Regions from separate parts of the Mus musculus genome. Here regions 2, 3 and 4 are each linked to region 1. The links are chromatin contacts, called in public HiChIP or PLAC-seq, Micro-C and promoter capture Hi-C maps. All regions are on one chromosome and are shown on one strand. The core of a region is the stretch at or near the end of the contact, and the rest is flanking DNA. Distances in the headings are between cores, read along the strand shown. Region 1 holds the start of Tmem108 (transmembrane protein 108). Region 2 holds the start of 5830418P13Rik (RIKEN cDNA 5830418P13 gene). Region 3 holds the start of Acad11 (acyl-Coenzyme A dehydrogenase family, member 11). Region 4 overlaps Bfsp2 (beaded filament structural protein 2, phakinin).

Region 1 (2,863 bases), core at 331-2,830:
GAATGATGCCTGAGACTGTTAAGTGGGTCTCACTCCTGGCTGAGAAGCCAGAGGCACCTGACATGCAGACAAAGGCAGAAGTCCCCTAGGTGACAGCTTGATCACCTCCATGAAGAGTAAAATAAAATGACTTGGCACGTGTTCCTATCTTTTGGCCAGGAATGCTGGTAGAAGGAGGATTTAGAAAGCTTAATATTGAAGGCTCTTGAGAGTTGGGCATGGTACAGCATGCCCAGCATCCCAGCACTTGGAACACTGAGAGAGGGTCATAAATTCCAGGCCAGCCTCAACTACATAGGGAGACAGTGTGTGTATGTATGTGTGTGTGTCTCTGTGTGTGTGTATGTGTGTGTATGTGCTCTTGAACTATCCTGAAACATTGTTGAATAATAAACTTGGCAATACTGGACAGCAAACCTGTTAGTTGTCTAGTCTAAAAAATGTCCATCTCAAGTTTGAGGATGCAGAGGCATTGGTTATCTGACTTAGCAACAAAGGATTATTTAGATAACTTTAAAAACCCTCAAGGGAAACTACGTTTCAAGCTCTGCATTTTATACCTAAATTGTCCAAAGCGTTAGTTACTTACATCTCCATCCTTTTAGAACAGTGGTTCTCAACCTTCCTCATGCTGCGACCCTTTAACATGGTTCCTCATATTGTGGTGACCCCCCCCCCCACCATAAAATTGTTTTCCTACTTTATAACTGTAATTTTGCTACTGATATGAGTTATAACATAAAAATATATGTAGCCATGGTCCTTAACGGGGTCGCGACAGATAGGCTAAGGACTGCTATTTTAAAACATTGTTTTAAAATTCAAACGTAAAGTCTTATTACAGGCTGTTGAGATTCTACAAGGCTGGAACCACTTGGATGGTTTCTCTCGTATCTGGTCAAGTCTCGCATAGTGATACTGAGCCACACGTGTGAGCACTTTAGCACGGAGTGTTCTCATTTGTCTCTACTCAGTCTGTTCCACATACACATAAAGTTGGCCCAGGTATACTCCATACCCTTTCCTCAGCTGCTGTTCAAACTCTAGGTCTCATCACTTCACCACACGTCTGAATGCTCTTCAACACTGAAGGGCAAGAAAGGTCGTGAAACTTACAAATAAACGGGGCAGGGGCTAGCCACATCATTTTTTGACAGTGCTCCTTAAAGCATGGCCTTGGACCAAGAGAAGGTTCATCACTACTTGGGGACTTGTAAGAAATGCAGATTCTCGAGCTTACACCCCAGACTTTAACTAGACTCCCAGGTGATTCTTATTTAAGCTAGGATCTAAGAAATAACTAGATGTAGGAATTGGCCAACTGGACGCCACTCATCCGCGGAAATAAGGGACTCAGCCCTTTGTGCCCGCCTCGCACCCGCTCTACTAGGTAGCAACCGAACCCCCGGGGACATCGGAGCCAGGCGCTTGCCGAGGGCAATTTGGTGATTGGCTTGTGAGGCCACGTGACCAGCGCTGGGCTGTCCACGCGACACGATTGGTTCTCGCGGACGCTGACGGACAGGGCCGGGGCGGGCCAGAGCCCGGTCGGAGGGGCGCCCGCGGGGGCCGGAGGGGCGAAGGCGCGAGTGCGCGTGCGCGAGCGCGAGCGGCGGGGCTTTCTCCGGAGCCGTCGGAGGGAGCCGGAGCGCTTCTCCCGAGGTGAGCGGAGTGGGGCGGTCCCTCTGATGCCGGGTCCCAGGGAGCGGCGGGGGATGGCTCTGGGTTCGCCTGCCCCGGGAGCCCTGCACTAGGGAGGATGCAGCCCAAGCATTCGCTAGTCTCCGAGCCTTGGTTTCCCTTTTCCCACCCTCTGATACATCTCGCCATCCTCCCCGCGGTCACCGCGGCTGTGCCCGAAGAGGCTTGCCCACCTGGTCGCCTCGCCTCGGCCTTTGTTTCCCGCCCCGGAGGGATGCTGCCACCGGTCCCCTCCCCAGGGGAAGGGCTCCTGAGGCGCTGCGAGGGCGCCACGGGCGCTGGACTGGGTCTGGGCAGAAGGTGGCTTCCATGCAGTGGGACCTGTCGCATAGGAGAACGAAAGGGTCGGGGAGAGGGTAGTGTCACTTTGGTTCGAGCCCTTGAGACCCGAACTAATCCGGTGACTGCGAGAGAAGCGGAATTCATAGCGCAGCTGATGATTCTTCTGCCTCGATGCGGGAGCGAGCATCGTGGGGGAACCGAGCCTGTGCTGCCTGGAAAAGGGTGCCCTGGGGAAGGCTACCCTGTCTGTCCGCTGGACCTCGAGCCTGCCCTCACCCCAGACTTCACCGAAATACAATGCTCGGAACCTACGGAGAGAATCCAGAGATGCGTTACAAACCTTAAATATTTTTCCCTTTAAAACAATTAGATAGAGCAGGTCACAAAAACCGGTTTCCAGAGACAGTGTAACTGGTGACTGGGAAATAGTGAGGGAATTTGCCTGCAGTGAACTGCAGACCAGACAGTGCACTGAGAGGCTTCTTCAAGAAGATAGAAGACGCGGGGTGGGGGTGGGTTCTGTGACTTTCTAGGTCTATTCAAGAGGGTACTTAGTTTCAGTCTGTCAGGAGGGCAAGCAACAGAGGGAGAGGGGAGGTAGGGTCTAAGATGCACTTTGTAAATCTTTGCTAAAGTGTATGGGTTTTTTTTATTATTTATTTAAAGACCATTTGACTGCCAAAGAGATGGGGTGTGGGGGGAGGAAATCTCCCTAGAATCCTTTAGAAGAGGGAGGGTGTGTCCAAGAGTTTAAAATGGTGCTTAAAAGGCAGGTTCTTGGGGAGTGTCCCCAAACACAGTAGCAATGACATGCGAGGCGTCTAAAAGACGTGAAACTTGAAAGATCCCATGAGTTTTCCGCGGGTTAACTAATCTGATG
Region 2 (3,094 bases), core at 269-2,768, 340 kb after region 1:
GCCTTCCTCGGCAGCCCACCGGTGACGTCTGAAGAACCTCAGTGGCTGCTGGACTCCCTAGCTGACTCAGACGGAGCTCCCTGGGGGTGGAGAGAATTCTGCTCCCATTTCTGTAGTCTGTAGCTTGAACAACCGAGGCCTCTCTGAATAAATACTTTGCGTGTGGCTCCCAGTCTGCCATTTGCTGTGGCTAACTTGCTGGTGGTGCAGAAACCCTTCCTTTTCTCTGCAGGTCCCAGGGCCTCTTTGGGGATTTGGGTTGGTGTTTCATGAGTATGTGCGTGTGTTTGTTTTGTTGGTTCAAAGGATAGGACCCAGGGCCTCATGCATGCTAAGTGTGTATGATACACTACACCCCCCATACTGGGAGCCATTCTTGGATGCTTCTAGACAGCATGTTGAGCCTGTTAAATGAGTCCATCAGTCTCATCATTGCCTCAAGGTCAACTGTTCTGGTTTTATCAACACACAAAGGCTGTTCATTCAAAAGTTCTGCACTTGACGGGTACCCTGGTCACATGCAAATCTCTCTCTCTCTCTCTCTCTCTCTCTCTCTCTCTCTCTCTCTCTCTCTCTCTGTCACACACACACACACACACACACACACACACACATCTCATTTGCCCATAGCATAACACCTCTCCATCAGTTTCAACCCATGGGGGACTAATTAGGTTGTGGTAGTTCACCCATTTACAGCCTCAACATTTCTTTTTTGGGATCCACATGCCAGCGCCCTCCACCCCCCCCCCCCGCCCCCCACGCCAGCCCTCTCAAGGCTCGGGCCAGCCAAATCTATTCATGCATCTGCTTCCCACGAAGGCAAGACCCTCCTGCCCTCAGATTACAACTGAAACCACCACCTGTGTGGGACCACAGGCTCTCAGTGCTTCTAAAACCACACACCACCACACCACAAAAACAAACACGTCTGTTTCTGTTACCTGCCTGCTACACAGAATTAGACCAAGATAAGCTCCGTCGTTGTCCCTTTGTCACTGTGAGCTACTTACCCCAACAGAGGGATACATCCCTGTGTGGGAACATTTGAAGACCTTCATATGGATGTAAAGTCCCAAAAAGACCAATAAACAGTGTTTACCTTTATTTAAAAACAAACAGCCGAGAATGTGAGGTTGCACACCTTTAATCTCAGCACTCAGGAGGCAGAGGCAGGTGGATCTCTGTGAGTTCAAGGCCAGGCTGACATACAAAAAAGAGTTTCAGAACAGTCAAGGCTGTTACACAAAGGAATCCTGTCTCAAAAAACAAAACAAGCCAACAACCTTTTAAAAGAAGCAAGGTGTGTCCTGGTTAGGATTCTGTCCCGTAGATTTCCTTGCTGGCCTGCAGGACCAAAGAAAGAGAACCCACGAGTCTCCCAGAAGGCCAGTTACTTAGACTCTACACAATATCTTTACATAATTCAGTGTCTGAAGTCCAGAAATAGAAAAGACACCACTTACGCTCCGTTTCAGCTAAGCCTCCACTGCCCTGCTAGCTTGCTCGCTGCGAACTGCTCCTAATTGAACCACCTGGGTGCAAAAGCCATCAGGAAGACAGTGCAGCTGTCTCAGCGACATTGGATGCTGCAAGACCTTCTTGCCTTTCTTATTATCCTTAATTATTATTTCCAAGCCAAGATTTCAGTTTCCAACCTCTACACAGCCCAGGGCCTGGAAGGTGAAGAGGACCCCATGCTGGGGTTTTGTTTGTTTGTTTGTTTGTTTGTTTGTTTTTGCCGAATCTGGAAGCCACTGGTATGCAAGGAGAGTAGATGCGCGCCCTCTCAAGGGTTTCTCCCAGTGGGGCTGCGAGTTTTAGACTCTTCTGCCCTGCAAATCTCCACGAGCAGGTGCCGCGAGTCAGAAAGTTAATCACCTTTTGGCAGGGGAAGATCATGACTGACGGCTGCTTCCAGTTCCCAGCGCAGGCTCCTGCTGCTTCTAATGAGGCTTCGTTAGCAGGTATGAAAAGGCCCCGCTGGCCCCTGGATTCTGCCAGCGCCTTTTGAAAATCAGACTTCCTCTCACAACATCACGGTACAATTACCCGTTGGCAGTGGTTCCCTGACAGGTGGTGGGGGAGGCTGCTGCCGGTGGTGACGAGCATTTGTTCTGGAGTAGATGGGTAAAGGGCTTTGGCTGGATTCCTCCTAAGCTCTTTCCACACCGTACTACTCAACTCCATGGATTTTGGGTTTCCAGGTGTGTGCTTGAGAGCGCGCGTGCGCGCGCACACACACACACACACACACACACACACACACGCACGCACGCACGCACGCACACACACACATACCATAATAGCACCCATTAGCGTTGAGACCCCCACATCCTTTGATAACAATGTCCTTAAATTGTACTTCAAGGATATTGGTAATTCTTTTAAGCATGGATTGATGCTCAAATGTTTTGACAGACTGGGGGGAGGGGGAATACCCATATAAGGAAGATCATTTCTGTTCTCATGGGTTGACAATCTTGGTGGGGCAAGGACTAAACAAAGCAACGTGGCACTGTACAGTTTGCATGGCCCCTTCCCTGAATTCATTTTGTCCCCAAAGGCATGAAGATAAATCTGATTTCAGTTGCTTCTCCACTACAGGATTCAGTAAGTGCCACCCAGTTCACTGCCCTTTGTTTAACTGCCCTACACACATTCTTCAATAAGCCCTTGGGCCACCTCACCAGCTTTTACTTAATTACACCCATGTGTTTGTTGGGAGGAGCTTGTCGGGGTGCTGGTGGAGTCAGAGGACAACTTTTGGGAGTTGGTTCTCTCCTTCCACCATGTTAATCCCAGGGGATCAAACTCAGGTCATCAGACTTGGTGACAAGTGCCTTTCCCAATGAGCCAGCTTGCTGGCTCAATAGACTGCCTCTCTGGGCAAGATAGGATTTGGGCCAATACAGAATCTTAGCAGTGGTTGCCACTGGCAAACAGAAATGTAAGATGCCTGGTTTAATTTGTCAGATAACCAACATTTTTTTTTTTTTTAGTATAAGTATACCCAACATATTATATACATTTTTCTTTTCCTTTTTTACAAACAGGATCTTTCTATGTACCCCTGGCTAGTCTAGAACACACT
Region 3 (2,806 bases), core at 8-2,507, 300 kb before region 1:
AGCCATGTAGCCCTAGGTTTGACTTCAGAAGTACTTTTTTTTGTATCACAACTAATTTCATGTATTGAGCATGATTTTGGTGAACATCAACTTAATTCAGAATTATTTTAAGTCTGCACAGGACCACAGTAATGTGAACATATATAACCTTTATCTGAAAGCAGGACAATAAGCTGGCCAAATTCCACAGAGTGAACTAATCACTGAAATGTGAACTTTGACCTGCTTCAGTCTGTTTACAACACAAAGTATTAAGTTTAGAAGTGTCAACTATTACTTATTCCACCTCTCCACGGATATTTCAATGCTTAAGTCCTTTCACCTAAATCACTTCATTTCTTTATCAAGACTAATGGATACAGGCAAATATTACAGGAAAGGAACTTTGATCTCTGAATTTATGTTACAGTTAAATCCCCAGATAGAAAGGCCAGGCACAGTTTACTGAAACCATATGAAATGGTTTTATACTGGAACTGTATAAAAGTAAAAAAAAAACAAAAATCAAAAACCAAACAAAAAATACCCTCTCTATTTACAAAACACCAGACTAAAACCAGATTCACTTGTCAGTGGGGAAAGGTATTCTTGGAGTCACCTCCTCCCGTTTAATTCCCTTGCTTCAAGAACTTAGGCCTTAAGTGGTGCTAAAAACAGTGAAGTGGAATGTCTAGAATCGAATTGGTATATTTTAGCTGGTATTATTAACCTAGCCCCAGGTGACTAAGGTCAATTAAACAAAATGGCACCAGCCCCTCAGAAACTGATCTTTAGATTGTAGCACAGAAGGTCACAGAAGATATCTATTAGGAATTCAAGAGTGTTCAGCCGCAACACTCTCGGTGAATTAGACACATAATTTTAGTCCTTAACAAGACTGCACTGCATAATGGATACTGCACCTCTGCTCCTGCCCTCTAATTCAGACTAGCCTGGGATTCGAGTACAAATTATCCAGGAAGCATCCTTGCAGGGAAAGAAATCCCGACCGGGCAAATGAGACACCCACCCAGGGCCAAAGGAAGCGAAGCACCAAGCACAGACATGTTCCCAGGAGGCAAAGGCTATGGTTGATACCTGTATTGAGTAACAGTCAGCACAGCCCGGGAATCTGACCCAAAGCCCGGCAAGTGCTGATTCAGGTAGGCCTCCAGGGACCTGAGGTCGAACTTGTGCTGGGGTAGCACTTCCACGGTGTCACTGGTGACATCCGTCTCCATGACCGCCACTGTTGTCACCGAGGAATCCACAGACTGTACGGAGGTTGCGCCAAGGCAGAAAGGAGACCGGCACTTGGGGGGGGGGGGGGGGGGGCGTGGTCGGGCGGGGCTTAGGAGAAGCCAATCACCGGGACTCTGGGCAGTGTTGCTGCAAAGCCATGTGGGAGGCGGAGTCTGGGACTCGGAGTCTGGTGGAGAAATAAAAGAATTGCCTGTTGTGGGACCAGACTTAGAATTTACCCTCAGCGTCAGAGCTGGAGTCCTCAGTCTTATAGAAAAACAAGGTCGCAAACGTGACTCTGGCGAATGAAGACAAACAGCTGTCACCCTAGACTAAGGACGCGCCAGCGGAAGACCTGTGCGGTCCGTGCAAGAAGAGAGTCCGCCAGAACCTTGAGCCTGCATTAAAAGACCCTGGTGTTTCTCATGGCCTCCTAGATAGGAAAGACGGAATGGCCGTCGACTTGATCTGGACACATATGATGCTGGCTCTGCTGAGACCTGGGTCTTGGTTCTAGAGAAGAAAGCTAAGTGTTTTGAGGAGTGTTTTTATTTATTATTATTATTTTTTTTTTTTTTTTACCGAGCGGAGCGATGGCGGCGGCGCACCGGAAGTGGCACGCCGGAAGCCCGGTGGGCGTGCCGGAGACGTGTCTTACTGGGAGCCTTGGAGCCGCTTCGCCGGTGTCTGGACCTGGAAGGCTGTGTCTGTTCCTCCTGCGCTTCGTGGGCCCAGCGAGGCAGCGTGGGGAGGCGGCGACGACGGCGACGGCGGCGGTCCGGCCTGGGATCGGAGGCCACCGGGAGCCCAGCCATGGCCGACTCGGTGGAGCGGCTGCGACAGCGGGTTGAGGAGCTGGAGCAGGAACTCGCCCGGGAGAGAACCCGGCGCTCTGGAGGGGACGGCCACTGCGGCCGGACCCGCATCCAGGAGATGAGCGACGAGGTGTTGGATTCCAATCCCTACAGGTGATCCATGACGGGGCGGGCAGGGCCACGCTCCGCGCGAGGGATTCAGCCGGCCTCCTGCCGCTCCTTTCCTGCTGTGGAGGTCCAGTTCCCAGATGGGCAAGGCCATGTCTTATGCTAGTCAGAAGATATTCTTCACCAAGCGAGTTGGCTCACGATTCATCGTAGCATTCGGGAGGGTGAGGTAGAGGGGGTTGTCGTGAGGTCCAGGTCAGTCTGGGCTACAGGAGTTGTAGGCCACTTTGGGCTGTGTAGTGAGACCCCTTTTTTTCTGCAAGGAAGGAAAATAACATTTTATTAAAAAAAAACAAACAATCCAAGCCATCCATCCATATGGTGGAGCTCTTCTGCCTGCTGTCCTGTACCCAGTTTCCTGTCACCATTATCTTTATTAGTCTACCTGGCTCTGCATCGGCTGATGCATAGAAAGCTCTGTCAGAGTATAATATCTCATGTAAAGTCGCCGAGGATAGAGCACCGTTTCCTAAATGCCTCTTGGTGTAACTTAGATGGAGCAGGGTGAGGGAGAGTTAGTTACTAGGGTGCTCACGAATATCCCTGAATATTGGCTTTGCCAGGGCTCCTGACCCCTCCTCTTTGCTCTCCTTAAATGGGCT
Region 4 (3,060 bases), core at 363-2,862, 320 kb after region 1:
TTTATGACCCTGGGGACCATCTAATACCAGTCCCTCGAGTACCTAGTTATATGTAAGAGCTGAGAAAACTGAGGTCCAGAGCGTGCAAGGGACTCCCCAAGGTCACTCGGCTGATTGGTAGCACCAGGCTCAACTCTTCTGGATCCTAATCCAAGAACCTTCCTTCTATAGCATCAACATCTTCTTCTTCCTCTTCCTCTTCCTTCTCTTCTCCCTCCTCCCCCTTTCTTCCCTCCTTCCCTTCTTTAAGTTTTCGAGGCAGGGTCTCCTATGCCACAAGCTAAGCTCAAATTCTCTATGTAGCCAATGATGACCCTGAACTCTTTAGTATTTATTTAACGTATATGTGTGTGCACCTGAGTGTATGTATGTTCACCACATGCATGCAGTGCCAGGGAACATCAGAAGAGGGCGCCAGATTCCCTAAAACTGGAATTATAGGCAATTGTGAGCTACCTCATGGGTACTGAGAATAAAACCCAGGTCTTCTACAAGAGCAGTGAGCACTCATAGCCACCGAGCCATCTCTCCAGTTACAGACTAGAACTCTTGACGCTCCTGCTTCAACCTCTAAAGTGCTAGGATTACAGGTGTTTAGCACCACACCCACCTTGTCCATTTGCTTGAGATAGGTTCTCCCTGTGTAGCCTAGGCCACACCTGATCTTCCCATCCTCTTGCTTCAGCTTCCCATATGCTAAGATTGCAGGCATGCCATGAGAACTCAGCCCACAGCATCAACTAAGCAGGGCTCATATGGGCTCAGAGAGACAGAAGCAGCAGTTACAGAGCTTCCGTGGGTCTGAGCGAGGTCCTCTGTATATACATGATAGTTGTGTGGCTGAGTGTCTTCGTGGGAGTCCTAACAGTGGGAGTGGGGCTATCTCTGACACTTAGTCTTGCTCTTGGGACCCTTTTCCTCTTACCGGGTCGCCTCATCCAGCCTTGGTATAAGGGTTTGTGCTTACGCTCATTGTAACCTATTATGCCATGTTTGGTTGATATCCCTGGGAGGCCTGCTCTTGTTTTGAAGGGAAACCAGAAGGAGTGGATCTGGGGAAGAGTAAAGGAAGGGAAACTAGTCAGGATGTAATGTATGGGAGAAAAAAAAAATGTAAAAAGAAAGAAAGAAAATAAAGTTAGTTACCACTGTGAAAGGAGATAATGAGAAAAAAAAGATTACAGGTGTGCACAGTCACGCCTGGCTGGCTGTGTCTTTCCCAGCTCCGTTGCCAAAGCTAACTAAACCCAGTTTGCCGCCTGATTTCCCTCCAAGCACTGCTGAGGCTCACACCACACTGAGCGGGTGCCTCTTTAAGAATGGACTGGGTCATTATCATTATCAGAAATAAATCCTGCCTAGCGTGAAAATTTAAAAACCCACAAAACTGGCCATTATCTTTCAGCCCTCATCTGAGAATGGCCGTCGGCTCAACACTAACTCCAACATTAATTCTGAACAGATTCATTAGTGTTTTTAATAGAGCGATCTGAAGGCCACCTCTCATGGAAGACAGACAGGATTTGTTTTCATTTGGCCAGCGCTGCCTGGGCCTCTTGCAGCGACGCAGAACTCAGAAAATATTTGCAGAACGAGTGAATTCCTCTGATTGTCAACAGGGATCAGAACTGACAGCCAGGATTCCTGCAATAAATAGCTTGTCGGCTGTGGCTGTGCCCTCGGGGGCTGACATTTGCCTGCCCCGAGCTTCTCATGTCTGCTACTTGGCAGCAAAGCCAAACTCAATGGCTCCTCACTGCTTCCAAAGGCCTTTGGAAAGGGAAGGAAAACATGCATTTAATTACCTTTCGGCCCAAGGAGGCTGAAAATTAATTAACGTGATTAATTTATGTCTTAGTTGATGTTCCCCCAGAAGCAGATCTTGAGATAAATATTGGAGTGGTGGTGATTTATTTGGGATTAGTGGGTGAGTCAGGGGTGGGCGAACCAACAAAGGCTGTCTTATGAGCAGCTGAGATTGGAGCAGCTTAGGGGGATGCTGAGAAACGATGGATGCAGAGTACGGAAGGAAGGAGGCAAGGGGCAGGGACATGAATACTTCAGCTACCTGCTAGCCAGGTGACCTTTTCCAGGACTTCAGAGCAACCTCAAGCACAGAGGCAGAGGCAGCAGTGGGGATCCAGGAACACTAAACATTGAAGGCACGAGGGATAAAGACACGTGGGTGAGCATCTGTTGCAACTATTGCCAGCTCTTTCTGGTGTGTGTGTGTGTGTGTGTGTGTGTACAAGTTTGTGTGTATATACAGGTAGGTGTATATACAGGTAGGTGTGTGTGTGTGTGTGTGTCTGTATACAAGTGTGTGTGTATATACAGGTATGTGTATGTTCAGGTAGGTGTGTGTGTATATACAGGTATGTGTATGTTCAGGTAGGGGTGTGGTGTGTGTGTGTGTGTGTGTGTGTGTGTGTCTGTATACAAGTTTGTGTGTATATACAGGTAGGTGTATGTACAGGTAGGTGTGTGTGTGTTTGTATACAAGTGTGTGTGTATATATAGGTATGTGTATGTTCAGGTAGGTGTATGTGTGTGTGTCTGTATACAAGTTTGTGTGTATATACAGGTAGGTGTATGTACAGGTAGGTGTGTGTGTATATACAGGCATGTGTATGTTCAGGTAGGTGTGTGTATGTGTGTCTGTATACAAGTTTGTGTGTATATACAGGTAGGTATATGTTCAGGTAGATGTGTGTGTGTGTAAGGTGGTTTGGGGGGGGATGCCAAAGGACTCGATCAGCTATCTGAGAAATGTCACCTACCTCGTTTTTTCAAAACAGTTTCTCATTGGCTTGGAATTCACCAATTAGACTACACTGGCAGTCCAGCAAACCCCAGAAATCCCCCTGCCTCCGCCTCCCTAGCACAGGGATTTCAAGTGTATACCACCTCACCAGGATTCCTGGCTTTGTTTATTTGTTTTTAACATGGGATGTGGGGATCAAAGTCGTCATACTCTCTGCCCAGTCCTTTTACCGATAGACCGAGCTATCACCGCAGCCTCTTCCTTTGTTTGTAGAAGCCCTCTGAAACCAGAAGCAA

Evidence for each region. Promoter capture Hi-C pulls out the DNA fragments that hold promoters and counts their contacts. A called contact is a pair of places that touch in the nucleus more often than the background predicts. HiChIP or PLAC-seq counts read pairs in DNA pulled down with a chosen protein or histone mark.
Region 2: a promoter capture Hi-C map of pre-B cells shows a contact between it and region 1, with 3 times the contacts expected there. The contact joins the promoter of 5830418P13Rik here to the promoter of Tmem108 in region 1. A contact is called at or near these places in 5 of 39 promoter capture datasets (the 3T3-L1 cell line, cranial neural crest, hippocampal neurons and 2 more) and 1 of 115 datasets of contacts at active chromatin or transcription factors (large pre-B cells).
Region 3: a Micro-C map of embryonic stem cells shows a contact between it and region 1, with 3 times the contacts expected there. The contact joins the promoter of Acad11 here to the promoter of Tmem108 in region 1. A contact is called at or near these places in 1 of 39 promoter capture datasets (cranial neural crest), 2 of 484 Hi-C or Micro-C datasets (both in embryonic stem cells) and 1 of 115 datasets of contacts at active chromatin or transcription factors (large pre-B cells).
Region 4: a contact with region 1 is called in an H3K4me3 HiChIP or PLAC-seq map of forebrain, with 2.9 times the contacts expected there. The contact joins the enhancer-like site here to the promoter of Tmem108 in region 1. A contact is called at or near these places in 3 of 39 promoter capture datasets (cranial neural crest, neural stem cells and pre-B cells), 3 of 115 datasets of contacts at active chromatin or transcription factors (forebrain, large pre-B cells and pro-B cells) and 2 of 9 other capture datasets (embryonic stem cells and liver).

Annotation. Positions count from the first base shown.
Region 1 is chr9:103,760,554-103,763,416 of GRCm38.p6, reverse strand. It overlaps Tmem108 (transmembrane protein 108), which reads left to right and starts at 1,580. Exons shown (of 6, transcript NM_178638.4): 1 at 1,580-1,662.
Region 2 is chr9:103,422,002-103,425,095 of GRCm38.p6, reverse strand. It overlaps 5830418P13Rik (RIKEN cDNA 5830418P13 gene), which reads right to left and starts at 1,518. Exons shown (of 6, transcript NR_040466.1): 1 at 1,467-1,518. Bfsp2 (beaded filament structural protein 2, phakinin) reads left to right here. Exons shown (of 7, transcript NM_001002896.3): 7 at 1-172.
Region 3 is chr9:104,062,175-104,064,980 of GRCm38.p6, reverse strand. Acad11 (acyl-Coenzyme A dehydrogenase family, member 11) reads right to left here and starts at 1,257. Exons shown (of 20, transcript NM_175324.4): 1 at 1,078-1,257. The coding sequence starts at 1,220. Uba5 (ubiquitin-like modifier activating enzyme 5) reads left to right here and starts at 1,860. Exons shown (of 12, transcript NM_025692.3): 1 at 1,860-2,189. The coding sequence starts at 2,035.
Region 4 is chr9:103,442,208-103,445,267 of GRCm38.p6, reverse strand. The region is part of intron 4 of Bfsp2 (beaded filament structural protein 2, phakinin); the gene reads left to right. The region is part of intron 5 of 5830418P13Rik (RIKEN cDNA 5830418P13 gene); the gene reads right to left. Among named protein-coding and RNA genes, the nearest start is that of 5830418P13Rik, 20 kb to the right of the region's middle. Within about 2 kb of position 1,612, at least 47 of the 459 cell types and tissues checked have an H3K27ac peak or open chromatin away from gene starts, as enhancers often do. A contact at or near this core is called in forebrain, where this site is marked.